Regions from separate parts of the Mus musculus genome. Here region 2 is linked to region 1. A link is a contact called in public HiChIP or PLAC-seq data. All regions are on one chromosome and are shown on one strand. Each heading gives the region's core, a stretch centred on a gene start, on an enhancer-like site or on the middle of the called end of the contact. The rest is flanking DNA. Distances are from core to core; before and after follow the strand shown. Region 1 holds the start of Adgra3 (adhesion G protein-coupled receptor A3). Region 2 has its middle 21 kb from the start of Gm40301.

Region 1 (5,586 bases), core at 808-3,307:
GGAGGGCTCCATGTCCCGGTGCTTGCATAGACTCAGCGCTCGGCACACTCTGGGGTCTACAGTGTTGGGAATTTCTAAAGCCGGCTCCACTCTGTGATTTTTTTCTTTTAAATGACTTATTTTCAACACTCATCGGAATGACTTCTTTGGAAGAAAGCTGAGCTGGCCCACAGAATAGGATTGTTTCATCCATGTTTGTCTCTAGATTCATGGTCTTATTTGTGACCTACCCTTTCCTGGTGATTTTATATTTTAATATTCTCAACCATCGTGAAGTACAAATCTGACGCCAAACTTAAAGCGCATGCTAAGTACGTCTTAGAAGAGTCAAACACATTTACCTCCGTGATAGTTATCAACATTTTCATGTAGTCTATGATACGCCAGTCTATGGCTATATCAACAGCAACATGGCAAATAAAAGCTTTCAAATTATTATGGTAAGATTTTATTTTTATGGTGAGAACAGGTAATGATGACAGGTATTGATTTTATGGGAGGGGGAGGGGTAATCATCTTCATATAAATTCTACAGAAAGGTGACCAACCTCACTATAACTGAAAATATGAGTTTGTGACCTATAGTTAGTTGTAAATTTTAAGTGACTTAATAATGGCTATGATTTCTTACTTTTCTTAGCCACTGTAGGCACAGACTTGTGCTGTTCAACACATATGTAATAGCATTTAAAGCTGAATTTAATAAAAGTGAAATTGAATAAAAACCCCACTTCCTACAGAATTGTAGATAAATTTTAAGCTCTAGATAGCCACCCTTAACTAACTTGGATACTATAGGTCTGGATCCCTCTTTTCCTTGTCACATGCCAACTTCCAGAGCCAGAATAATTCTCTCCTCATTGATGTATTAGTAGATGCTATATGCACCACTGTGTTTAGATATTAGATAGTTAAATCTCAAGAAGTATCAAGTGATGCACAATTCGCACTTATCTAAGTGTCTTGGTAGCTTATTTACTATGGAGAACGCCAAATACATATATCTGGGACATGATCTTGGAAATTTTTTTTCGGAGGTCTTTTTAGATCCAAGTTAAAAAATGCCTGCCATGGACCCTGCTTCTCTTCCAGTTCTCTCGATGTAAGATCAAGCAGCTGGAATAACCACTCCTGTCTCTGTGACAGCCTAAGGGTGGCTGTGTTGGGAGGGACGGATAGGCTGATTGGGCACAGGTGTGTACACAGGTGCCACGCCCCACCTGTTGCTGAGTGGAACCAGTATAGGAAGCAAGGCCAGCAGGGGATGGACAGGCCACTGGCTGTGTCCACGGGCTGTGATCACGTGCTCCTTACCTGCTAAGTTACAGGGTTGAACTCCAAAGTACGCGAGGTTTCTGTATACCAAGTTGCTCCTTCCTGGATGTTAAGGAAGTCTGTTTCTCAAAGGAGAATAAAACTCATTTTGTTGGCTTGTATAGTCTCTATAAACTTAAACATAGGGTAGGAGAACCCTGGTCTTGCAAATGTTAGGGTGGGGTCTGCGGTCTTTGGCATGAATAATAAAATTCAGCTTGGGTTTCTTGGCTGCTTCGTCACTGTTGCTCCAACTGGTTAACATCTGATCTACCTGTGGACTCAGAAATTTCGGTTGAATGGTCCCCATGCATCCTCAGCCTGCCCACAGCTGCTTCAGGCCAGGGGCAGCTTCCGAGTTCAGTTTATTGGGAAGAAACCTGTTTCTGGCTCTGGCGGATAATGAAACTTTCTACCATGGCCTTTCTTTGGAAAGATTGGTTTCAGGCTCTTTCCCCTCGTCAGGTTGGAGAAAGGAACTTCACCCCCTCCAGCCAGGGCTCTTAGGGGCGTGCAGGGCGGCTTTGTCTGCCAGGCGGCGGCGCCAGGAAACGTGGAGCAGAGCCGCAGGGCTGCTGGAGTTAGACTAGTCTAGAACTTTCTTCCGCTGGGTCCAGGAGCAGCGGAGTTCCGGCCAGGACCTGGGGGCGTGCCCGGGTCGAGGTCGGGTCGGCTGCGGGCCTGAGAGCGCGCGGGGCTGGGGTGGGAGGAGCGGTCGCGCGGGGAGGAGCCGGCGGGAGGAGGCGGCGCTCCCGCGGGCCGAGCGGCGAGCTGGGACCCGGCGGCCCTGACCCCGCGGCTCCGCGGAGGGCGAGCGCGGCCGCGGACAAAGGAGCATGTCGTCGCGAAGCGGGACCGATCCTCGGGCCGCCGGGAGGCTCGGGCCACCGCCAGGGCCGCCCCGCCCCGCCGCCGCCCGCTAGGCCGGTGCCGTCTCTCGGCCCCGCAGGCCCGGTCAGCGGCATGGAGCCGCCGCCGCCGCTGCTGCTGCTGCCGCTGGCGCTGCTCGCTCTGCTGTGGGGAGGAGAGCGCGGGGCCGCGGCGCTGCCCGCGGGCTGCAAGCACGACGGTCGGGCCCGGGGTACCGGCCGAGCGGCCGCCGCCGCCGAGGGGAAGGTGGTGTGCAGCAGCCTGGAGCTCGCGCAGGTTCTGCCCCCGGACACGCTGCCCAACCGCACGGTCACCCTGTGAGTAACCCACGACGCCCCGCTGCCCTTTCCTGGGCTTCCCTCGCTCCCGGGTGCGCGGAATGGGCGCGGGGGTCTCCCGGGTATACACGCTCCTTTGTGTGCGCGCGGCGGCGGGCTGGGGGTGGTGCTGGAGAAGCCCTGTGGCTTAGTGTGGGACCAGGGTGGCCCATCGCCTTCGCAACCGCCTCTGTTCCCCCTCTGCTAGTTTTGCAAAGAAAAGTTTTCGGGGTTCCCGGGAGCGTCCCATGCCATCCCTGCTTTTGCTGTGCTCCGGCCGCCGAATACCACGTGAAGATGCTAATAAACACTCAGTCGGTGCAGTCCAAGCTCATTCATCCTGGCTCGGGGCTTCTGGGGAACACCCTGTGTGCTCCGAAGTCTTCATCCTAACTGTGGAAATGAAGTTGCACCTGAGGTAGATCCAGTTTGCAGGACGCCACAGTTTAGGGTGGCTCTGTGTGGTCTCCAAACCTCTACGAAGCTCTCGTCGCTTTCTGCCTTACTTTTAGTGCTCTTTCAGAACAACTTTTAGAGTTACTAATTTCGGAGAAATGTAAGATAAAAGTTGTCCAAGTCCATTTCAGCCCCATACTGAAGTCGGAGAGCTCTCGGGAAAGCCAGGAACTTCGGGATTGAAAACAGTGTGTGTTGAGTGAGCCCTCCAGAGGTTGGAAGGACTTCGGGTTTTCAGTGTGGGTTTCCACCTGGAAGGAAAAGTTTGGTAACTCAACTGTGCTATAGGATCCAGGGTTCAGTCCTGGAAACGTGGTTCTTTGTGCCAGCTGGACAGAGCGGTTGGCCCAGTGACTTTAGATTCAGTTTTCTGTGAAAGATGAATTGGTCTGGAAAAGTTTGAGTCACAGTGTTTGTAGCGGGTATTTTGGCAGGCTGAAATCTGAGTCCCTGGGCGTCTTGCTTCCCTATGTTGTTTTGGTAGGTTTCTTAAAAAAGAATCAAGGCTGCCACTATGCATACATAAAGGAAAAGACATGTGTGATCAATGAACCCACTTAAAGTAGGATTTTTAATGTAGCCTAACTATACGGAAGGATATTTGGTGGGATAGCCTAGTCACATAGCCTAGTCAACACCTTTATTGACTTATTTCCATCCCCTCCCTCCCTTCCTTTCTTTCTCTCTTTCTTCCTTTTTTTGATAAGGAGACATTTAACACAAGAAACTGTGTTTTCTGCTCACTCGGGTTGAAGATGGGTAAAGTAGTTTTCGTTTTCTTGGGCTCTTACTGACTCAACACTTCGGTGTTGCCTTTGCCATTTGGCCGACGTCAGGAGTTCTATTTATTTAGGTTTTGGCCAGATTTGAAGTGAACAAAATTGTAGGCACCTTAATTAAAGTCTAAGTCTGGTGGAGAAAGGCCCAGTGTTGGAGAAGTCCCCTGTGACTGGAAAAATTAGTCACCCAAGTGACTTAAGTAGTGACTGGATAAACACCCCAGTGCTAGGTCAGTGAGCGGCACTCAGCCTGATTCCTGTTTGCGTTTACTTGTCCTGAAATGGATCCATTATACGGAAGGTATTGGCAAATTTGGTGATATTGCTGTACAAAATCACCTTTTGCCCTATTATCAATTATTGCATCAGATTTTGCATGCGTATAGCCATTTAAGGCCTTTGAAATGTCATTTTGATCCTTGTTTATGTCTGAAAGCTGGTTAGATAAAAATAAAATTAATAAAATTAAGTGACCAGCAAGTAAGTAAAGGCTCAGTTAAGCCACTGCTGAAGTATGGTCAGAGTATTCCAAGCCTGTTGGAAGGGCTCCTAGGCTACTTGTTTCATATTGCTAGACAGGCTTTCACAAGAACGGTGGGTGAAGGCAGATCTAAGTTCCCATAGTGGTTGTGTGTCTGGTCCTGGTCCCAGATTCTTGCCCTGCAGTTGAGATGTGTCTCATCAGATGCTCACACCTGCCTTCATCTTTGTTAGTTCAATGTTTTTTTGCCTTCAGGGGATTCTTGGTAGAAGACGCTGTGTGGAAGTTTGGGTTGTCTGTTAGTTTCCTAAGGCTGCTGTAGATTGTCACATGCTTGGCTCCTTGAAATAATAGATTTAGTCTTCCTCAGTTCAGTAGACCAGAGTCTAAGGTGTCAGCTTCACAAACTAGGATAGACTCCTTTCTTGATTCTTTTGGCATTGAGTGCCCTTCAGTTTATGATAGGTATATTTTAGTCTCTCACCTGGCTCTCTTTCCTTTGTCTTAGTGCCTTAGGTGGCTCCCCCCCTCCCGCCCCTCTCCTTCTTTCCTTTCTTCCTTCCTCCCTCCCTCTTTCCCTCCCTCTCCATCTCTCACCCTCTCTTTCAAAAAAGGAACAGTCTTGGATTGGGATAGGGGCTACTCTAAGGACTCTTGTCAGAATCTCTTACTTCATTATACTTGAAAAGACCTATTTTCCAAATAAAGTTACATAGGTAGGGGCAGTTTACCTAGGGCTTGGACAAATATCTTTGTGGTGGGTTAATTACCATATATTTCATTTTAACACAGAAGTAAAATCAAGATCCTGGGGGCTGGGGAGGGGGGTAGCTCCTTGGATGAACACAGTGGGCCTAGTCTCTACAATGTTTTGAGTTTGATTCCCACCACTGCAAAACAAGCAACTGTTCTTCTTGAGGGATACCCAGGTATTTGGAGAACAGTCTCTGACTAAATCTTAGAGCAGTGTGCTAAATGTTTTATTATCGGGATGCACATTGAGCAGAAGAGGGCCCGCCCAGAGGAAGACAGCAAGCCTTGGCACTTTGTGTGATCTAGGGTCAGAAAACCCTGAGCCAATTCTGGGAAAATGAAGACAACTGAAGAAAATAGTTGATGCAGGGAGGCAAAGAGGAAGTTGAAGTCAGAGTGCTCCTGCATGCCTAGGCTCCCGGAGGGTAGTACTCAGTTAGGATGCTGTGCAGTTTGTGGCATTGGAATAGTAGAGGCAAATGTCCCTTGCCTGGATGCTCATGAGAGAGAGACATTAGAAAATACCTGGCTCCCTGGTTTAGTGTTTAGGCCTTAAGTGTGTGTGTCCAAGGGTTTTCAGTGAGCTGTCATGTTACTGCAGAGAGGAACATTTAAT
Region 2 (5,732 bases), core at 950-3,449, 140 kb before region 1:
TCAGAACTCGGGGATGGGAGAGCAAAGATTCTGATGATAGTATAAAGCTTTAGTGGTGGCAGATGTATGCCTGACCAACTGCAATGGTAAACCCTAAACATTGCATGAGAAATGAGCTTTTGATGGGCCAGGAGATGAATTGTAGAAAGGTGGGAGGAAGTTAGAGATGTTTGAGATGGTGTATTTAACTCTAGCAGAAGCCTCTGTCCCACTGGGCAGAGAAGATCAAAGTCTGAAGGAAATGTGGGTGTTGGAAACCAGAAAAATGATGTAGCCACATAAAGGTGAAAGATAATTGCGTAAAATGGACTGCTTCCCATGTTTGGTTTTCTGGCTGTGTCTAATTCAGGAAGTGATGCAAGTTCTCTATCCACCACCATGGTAGAAATTTTCCTTCATGATCACATTTGCAGGGCAAGCATATAATATATTACTATACGATAGTGAATCAAAGTAAAGTTGTAACATGGATATCACAAAACCATGGTAAGATTTCATAGGTAGAATCCAAATGTCTGAACTTTGTGGTTGCTCTTAGCCATGTCTTCACTTTTCATCCCTTAAAATTCAGTGTTTAGTGTTCTCCCTCTACCTTAGTGGTACTCAGACAGTAAGGGGAACACTCGTTAACCTGGCCATTTTGATTGGGAAGGCAACTGAAATACTGTTTTCCACCTGCAATTCCTACCTTTCTTTTCTGGACATGTAAGAGACAGGGGCTTTGGTTTGGATATCAGCCACAAATAGGTAGCTAAGTGCTTTTTTTGTCAGAGAAACCATCCTAGGTTTGATGATTCCCATAAGCGAAGAAAGATTTGGCTTTGAAGATAAGTCTAAGCCTTCAGCCAGTGCTATTTTTTTCAAATGCCAAGCTATCAAATGTGGCATTATTATGTTCTCAACCACATCATGATCTTAAAATAAAACAAGCGCCAAAGCCTTGAATTCAACCATTTTCATATTCCAAAGAGTATTGTTGCTACAGGCTATCAGAAGCCACATCAAATAGGCCACTGCGACATGAGGATTATTTGGAGCAGAGGCACTGTAAGAAAAGCAGAAAGAAAAAGGATGCCCTGGCCTCTTTGCATCATGAGAAAAGAGGCATGCTCATCACCACATAGTCAGGGGAGCTCCCATGTCAAAGGACCTTGCCTGACCAATGACAGAAGAGAAATTCTTGTCACAACACCTAGGGAAGGGAAAGCTCAGAGAAATCTACATGCAGAAATGCAGAAGTTTGATGTTTTAATTGTCCTGCTTTGTTCAACTTGTTGCATAAGCATGGGGTCTGGTGATTACTTGGGTCTACATTTCATTGTCTCCGTATGCATACGTAAAAACCTGAATGCTTTTCATTGGACGGTCTATTTTATATCAATCTCATTTTCAAGTTTAGTAAAAATTCTAGGAAAGTAAATATTTTATTCCACTATTTGCTATAATAAAACTCTTTAGATTGAGTAATAAATAAACCATAGAAATGCATTCGGCTCAAGGTCCTGGAAGCTGGAAAGTCCAAGGGTACAATCCTGGCAAATGGCAAGAAAGGGCAAGAGCCAGCAAGCACCTTAGAAACGGTGCAGAAGTCAGCTCTTTATCCAGCGTGTGTTCCACTATAGCCATGCCACTCTCATGATAATGGCACCAATCTAACCATAAGTGCAGCACACTGGTGACCTAGTCACCTACTAAAGATTCCCTGTCTACACTGTTGAGTTAGGGTTAAATTTCAGTGTGCATTGGGGACACAGTCAAACCATGGGAAAGGTAAAATTTCAGTCCAATGTTCACTCCTTTATCTAAACATCCAGTCCCACAGCACAGGGCTAGAGAGATGGCCCAGCCGTTAAGAGCACTGTGCTGCTTTTCTAGAGGTTCTGAGTTCAATTCCCAGCAACTATAGATTGGTTCACACCCATCTTTGATAGGCTACGATCCCCCTTCTGTTATATAGGTGTAAATACAGACAAGTACTATTATATATAAAATGCATAAATATATCTTAAAACAAGAAAGGAAGGGGAGGGAGGGAGGAGGGGAGGGAGGGAGGGAAGGAGGAAGGATTCTTTATGTGGCTTGCCATGAAACTCTCCTGGGATGCTACAGAGAGACAAATTGGAAATGAGAAGTGATAGGAAGGACTACTGAGTACATCCTGAGCACCTTCTAATTAAGGGCATGCAGATGTTTCTTCTGGAAAGACAAAATACTAGTGAGTATTGGCATGTCCATTTTTGGATCTTCTTCTCCAGCTTGTGTGCAGCTTTTGTTTTATTTCTGTCTCTGATATTTTGGAAGCCTCAAGACTTCAGCTAAAAATATGGACTTTACTTTTGGGCATGATGGCTAACAAATATGGATGACATTTAGTTTACACTAGCCCCTCCTTTTCTTCTTCTAAACAAGCTGATTTCTACATTAAAAACTGACTGCTTTTCAATAATTACATTATTGATGATTAAGTGCCCAACACTGTGAAATTCCTCTAAGTTCTCCTTATTTCTCTATGGTGCAAGTTCATTCCATTGGTGTCTGGTTTACTACTCTATGGCTATTCTAATGTTTGGTTTTGTTTTTTAAATGTTTCTCTCTGGTTTTATTTTCTCCTCCCATCAATGTAATGCATATCTGGCCTTCTAAGAACTTTGGGATCCTGGATGTTGCAGCAAAATGCAACAGTGCACTCACTAAAGACCTTTTGATTTCACAGGATCGCCTGTACACATGACGATTAAGAATAAAAAGCTTCGGGAACTTAAAAGCTAGTACGATTTCTTCCTCTGGTTTTGATGGCTTAAGCAGAGCTGTCAGTTTTGTCAGGCTAGAGGATAAAATCATTTTTATTTGCAAGACCCTCACAAATATGCTATGTAGGCTTTTATAGTTAAAAATGCATCATCTTCTCCAAGTGTAAATATTTTCCTGGGATGAGAAATACAGTAAAACCACGGGTCCCCGGCCTTTGTGGTTGGTACAAACAAGCCTCGCTTTTCTGAGCTCTCAGTCTTTAAATGTGACAGCCACGGGGTTTTATTTTTAAAGGTTATACTTTGCATTTTTCCCCCAAATGTGTTTGCAAGATTTATTCCTGTGTGGTTAAATCTTTCCAGAGCTCTGAAGTCACCTGCTAGGATTGGCCCCACGTTACATATGGGAAATCACTTACAGAAGGGAACAGTGTTCCCTTTGTATCTCTAACTACACTCTGGCTCAGCCTCCCTTTCACAATTAACTGAGTTTCCAAAATTATTTTCCTGGCCTGCACTATGATTCTTTTCTTCTCTCAGAGAGCAAAATTGCCTTAGCCCAGCTCTGTACTTAGCTTTCAAATGTCCACAATGTGTCTACTCTTCTGCTGTGTGTAGCTGAGCCCCCAGGGAATCATGGAGTCATTTAGAAAAATCTGTAGACACAGAAGAGGTTCCGTGCCCATCGAGTTTGCCATATATAGTGTTGTATGTGCGTATTTCTTTACTCGCATATTTCTCCTAAGATTTATTCCAAATATGTGGTGACCGAGGTTGTTATACACCTTCATTTACATTTATGATATGTACATATTATATATCAGAAGAGGGAAAGAGTCTTTCTCAAAATGAGACCACATGAAGAGTAGAGAGAGTCTTCAGACCAGCAGCAGACCCTGAAATCTAACCCCTACTATTCCTCAAAGCAGGTTGTGTACATTCCTCTCCTGCCAGCCAGAAGACAGGAAGCATAACCCACACAGGCCTACTGTTCAAGCTGAACACTTGGAACAACTGTTTTGAACGGCAGCAAAAATGCATTGAGTAATAATGTCACAGAGAGGTGCCAATCATGTGTGAACATTCCAGAGAGTTATGCCCTTCTTCTGTCCGGTCCTTCTTTGTCTTCTTTAATACCTAATTTTTTAAAGCAGTATACTTGTAGGACAGATGTCCTTTATGTCATGTGGTTAAGCAGTTACCAACCCACAGTCCCTTTTCATTCTACCATGGTCAAGTGGAAGCAAGGCCTTCATTCACAGTCATAAAATGGAGAACTAAAAGGCCCTATTCATGGTGCCTTTGAGAAGACTCCTCAGGGTCATAGAGCCTTTTGAGAGGAAAGTAAAAGGGAGACTCATTTAGGAAGGTGTAACATTTCTAAGGAAGAAGAGCTGGGGAAGTGCCTGAAGACACTGCCATACAGCAGCAAAACCGCAATGCAAATCCAAGTCTCCCCCTCTTTTTCAGTATTTTCAGCCACTTGAACATACAGTCTACTATCACTCTAGTAAAAAGGACACATTTTTATTGTAGAAGCCATCTGCCAAAAGAACTTCCCATGTTTTCCTTTGTATTTTAACTTGCCAGGATGTCAGAGAAATCGATATCCTCTTTTCCGGATACATACTTGCATTCACTTGGTAGTTCTGCCTTCTGTTCTTTGTATATAGCACATTTGCCAAAGGGGCAGAAAATCGTATCCCTAGCCAGACTCTTCACCCTGTACTTTTTAAAATGTCACTTTCTCTATTATTTCCCTTTTTGCTAAGTATAGAATTAAAAAATAAAATTAAAAAGTCAGAGAGAGAGAGAGAGAGAGAGAGAGAGAGAGAGAGAGAGAGAGAGAGAGAAAAGATCTGGAAATTTGAGTTGCTATGGATTTGGTGCTGGGATTAATAACCACTGTGTAGAGGAAACCCAGAATATGTGGCACACCCAACAAGTATTGGTACAATATTGACTAAGAAAGCAGCAAGCCAGGTCTCCAACCAAGAGGTACATTATAGATGATCAGCATATTTGAAGCACAAATTTCTTGCTAGGATCAAAATAGAAGCAGCCGGCTTGCTTTCCACTTTGTGGAACAACACAAAACATTATAATTATTTTAAAAAAAAATGCTGGGTGTGGTGGCACACACCTTTAATCCCAGCACTTGTGAGGGCGAAGCATGCTAATCTCTGTGCATTTGAAGCCAGGCTGGTCTACACAGAGAGTTCCAGGAAATCCCAGAGCTATATAAAGAGACCCTCTCTCAGAAAAAATTAGCATAAAGGAAAAATAAAGAACCGCTCTCCTATTTTTTTAAGTTTCCTTCATATAAATGGTTTTATAAAAGGGAGAATTGAAGCCTGAGAAGATAGCTCAGCAGTTACAAGCACTGGCTGCTCTTTCAGAGGACCCAAGTTTGATTCCTAGTATGCACATAGGAGCTCACAACCATCTGTTATCCCAGTCCTAAGGGATCTTACACCCTCTTCTGTCCTCAGACACCATGCATACACATGATGCATAGATATCCATGTAGGCAAAATTCCCAAACACATAAAAATAAGTAAATTTTAAAATTAAAAAATAAAATAGGGACCAAGTAGTTAGGCATGATAGTTCATGACTATAATCTCTATTTACTTGGAAGCTGAGGCAGAAGACCTCAAGTTCATGGTCCACCTGAGCAATTTAGGTAAACCTTGCCTTAAGATTTAATAAGTGGAGGACTGGGAATGTAGCTCAGTAGTAGAGCATCCACAAAGCCCTGGGTTCTGTCACCAAAGTATCTGCTTCAGATTCTAATTTATATAAATGAGATTAATATCTTGACAATGTAAAGGTAGGATTGTATCACATTGGTAGAAACAGGAGACAAAGACTTGTTGCCCAACTTCAGGAGCAGAAAGTTAAGTACTTCCAGTTTTGTTACTTTAACCAAGAAATAAATGTTCTTGGTTCTGTGCTGGTCTGAGACATGAAGATCATCAG

Evidence for each region. HiChIP or PLAC-seq counts read pairs in DNA pulled down with a chosen protein or histone mark.
Region 2: a contact with region 1 is called in an H3K4me3 HiChIP or PLAC-seq map of embryonic limb bud, with 2.6 times the contacts expected there. The contact joins the enhancer-like site here to the promoter of Adgra3 in region 1. A contact is called at or near these places in 2 of 39 promoter capture datasets (cranial neural crest and fetal liver), 4 of 484 Hi-C or Micro-C datasets (cortical neurons, embryonic stem cells, muscle stem cells and 1 more), 7 of 115 datasets of contacts at active chromatin or transcription factors (craniofacial prominence, embryonic limb bud and embryonic stem cells) and 3 of 9 other capture datasets (adipose tissue, embryonic stem cells and liver).

The regions. Positions count from the first base shown.
Region 1 is chr5:50,055,467-50,061,052 of GRCm38.p6, reverse strand. Adgra3 (adhesion G protein-coupled receptor A3) reads left to right here and starts at 2,057. Exons shown (of 19, transcript NM_133911.1): 1 at 2,057-2,501. The coding sequence starts at 2,278. LOC115490186 (a long non-coding RNA gene) reads left to right here and starts at 2,510. Exons shown (of 2, transcript XR_003955916.1): 1 at 2,510-2,919. Gm36702 (a long non-coding RNA gene) reads left to right here. Exons shown (of 3, transcript XR_001784857.2): 3 at 1-670.
Region 2 is chr5:50,194,153-50,199,884 of GRCm38.p6, reverse strand. No RefSeq gene overlaps it. Among named protein-coding and RNA genes, the nearest start is that of Gm40301, 21 kb to the left of the region's middle. Within about 2 kb of position 2,199, at least 26 of the 459 cell types and tissues checked have an H3K27ac peak or open chromatin away from gene starts, as enhancers often do. A contact at or near this core is called in craniofacial prominence and embryonic limb bud, where this site is marked.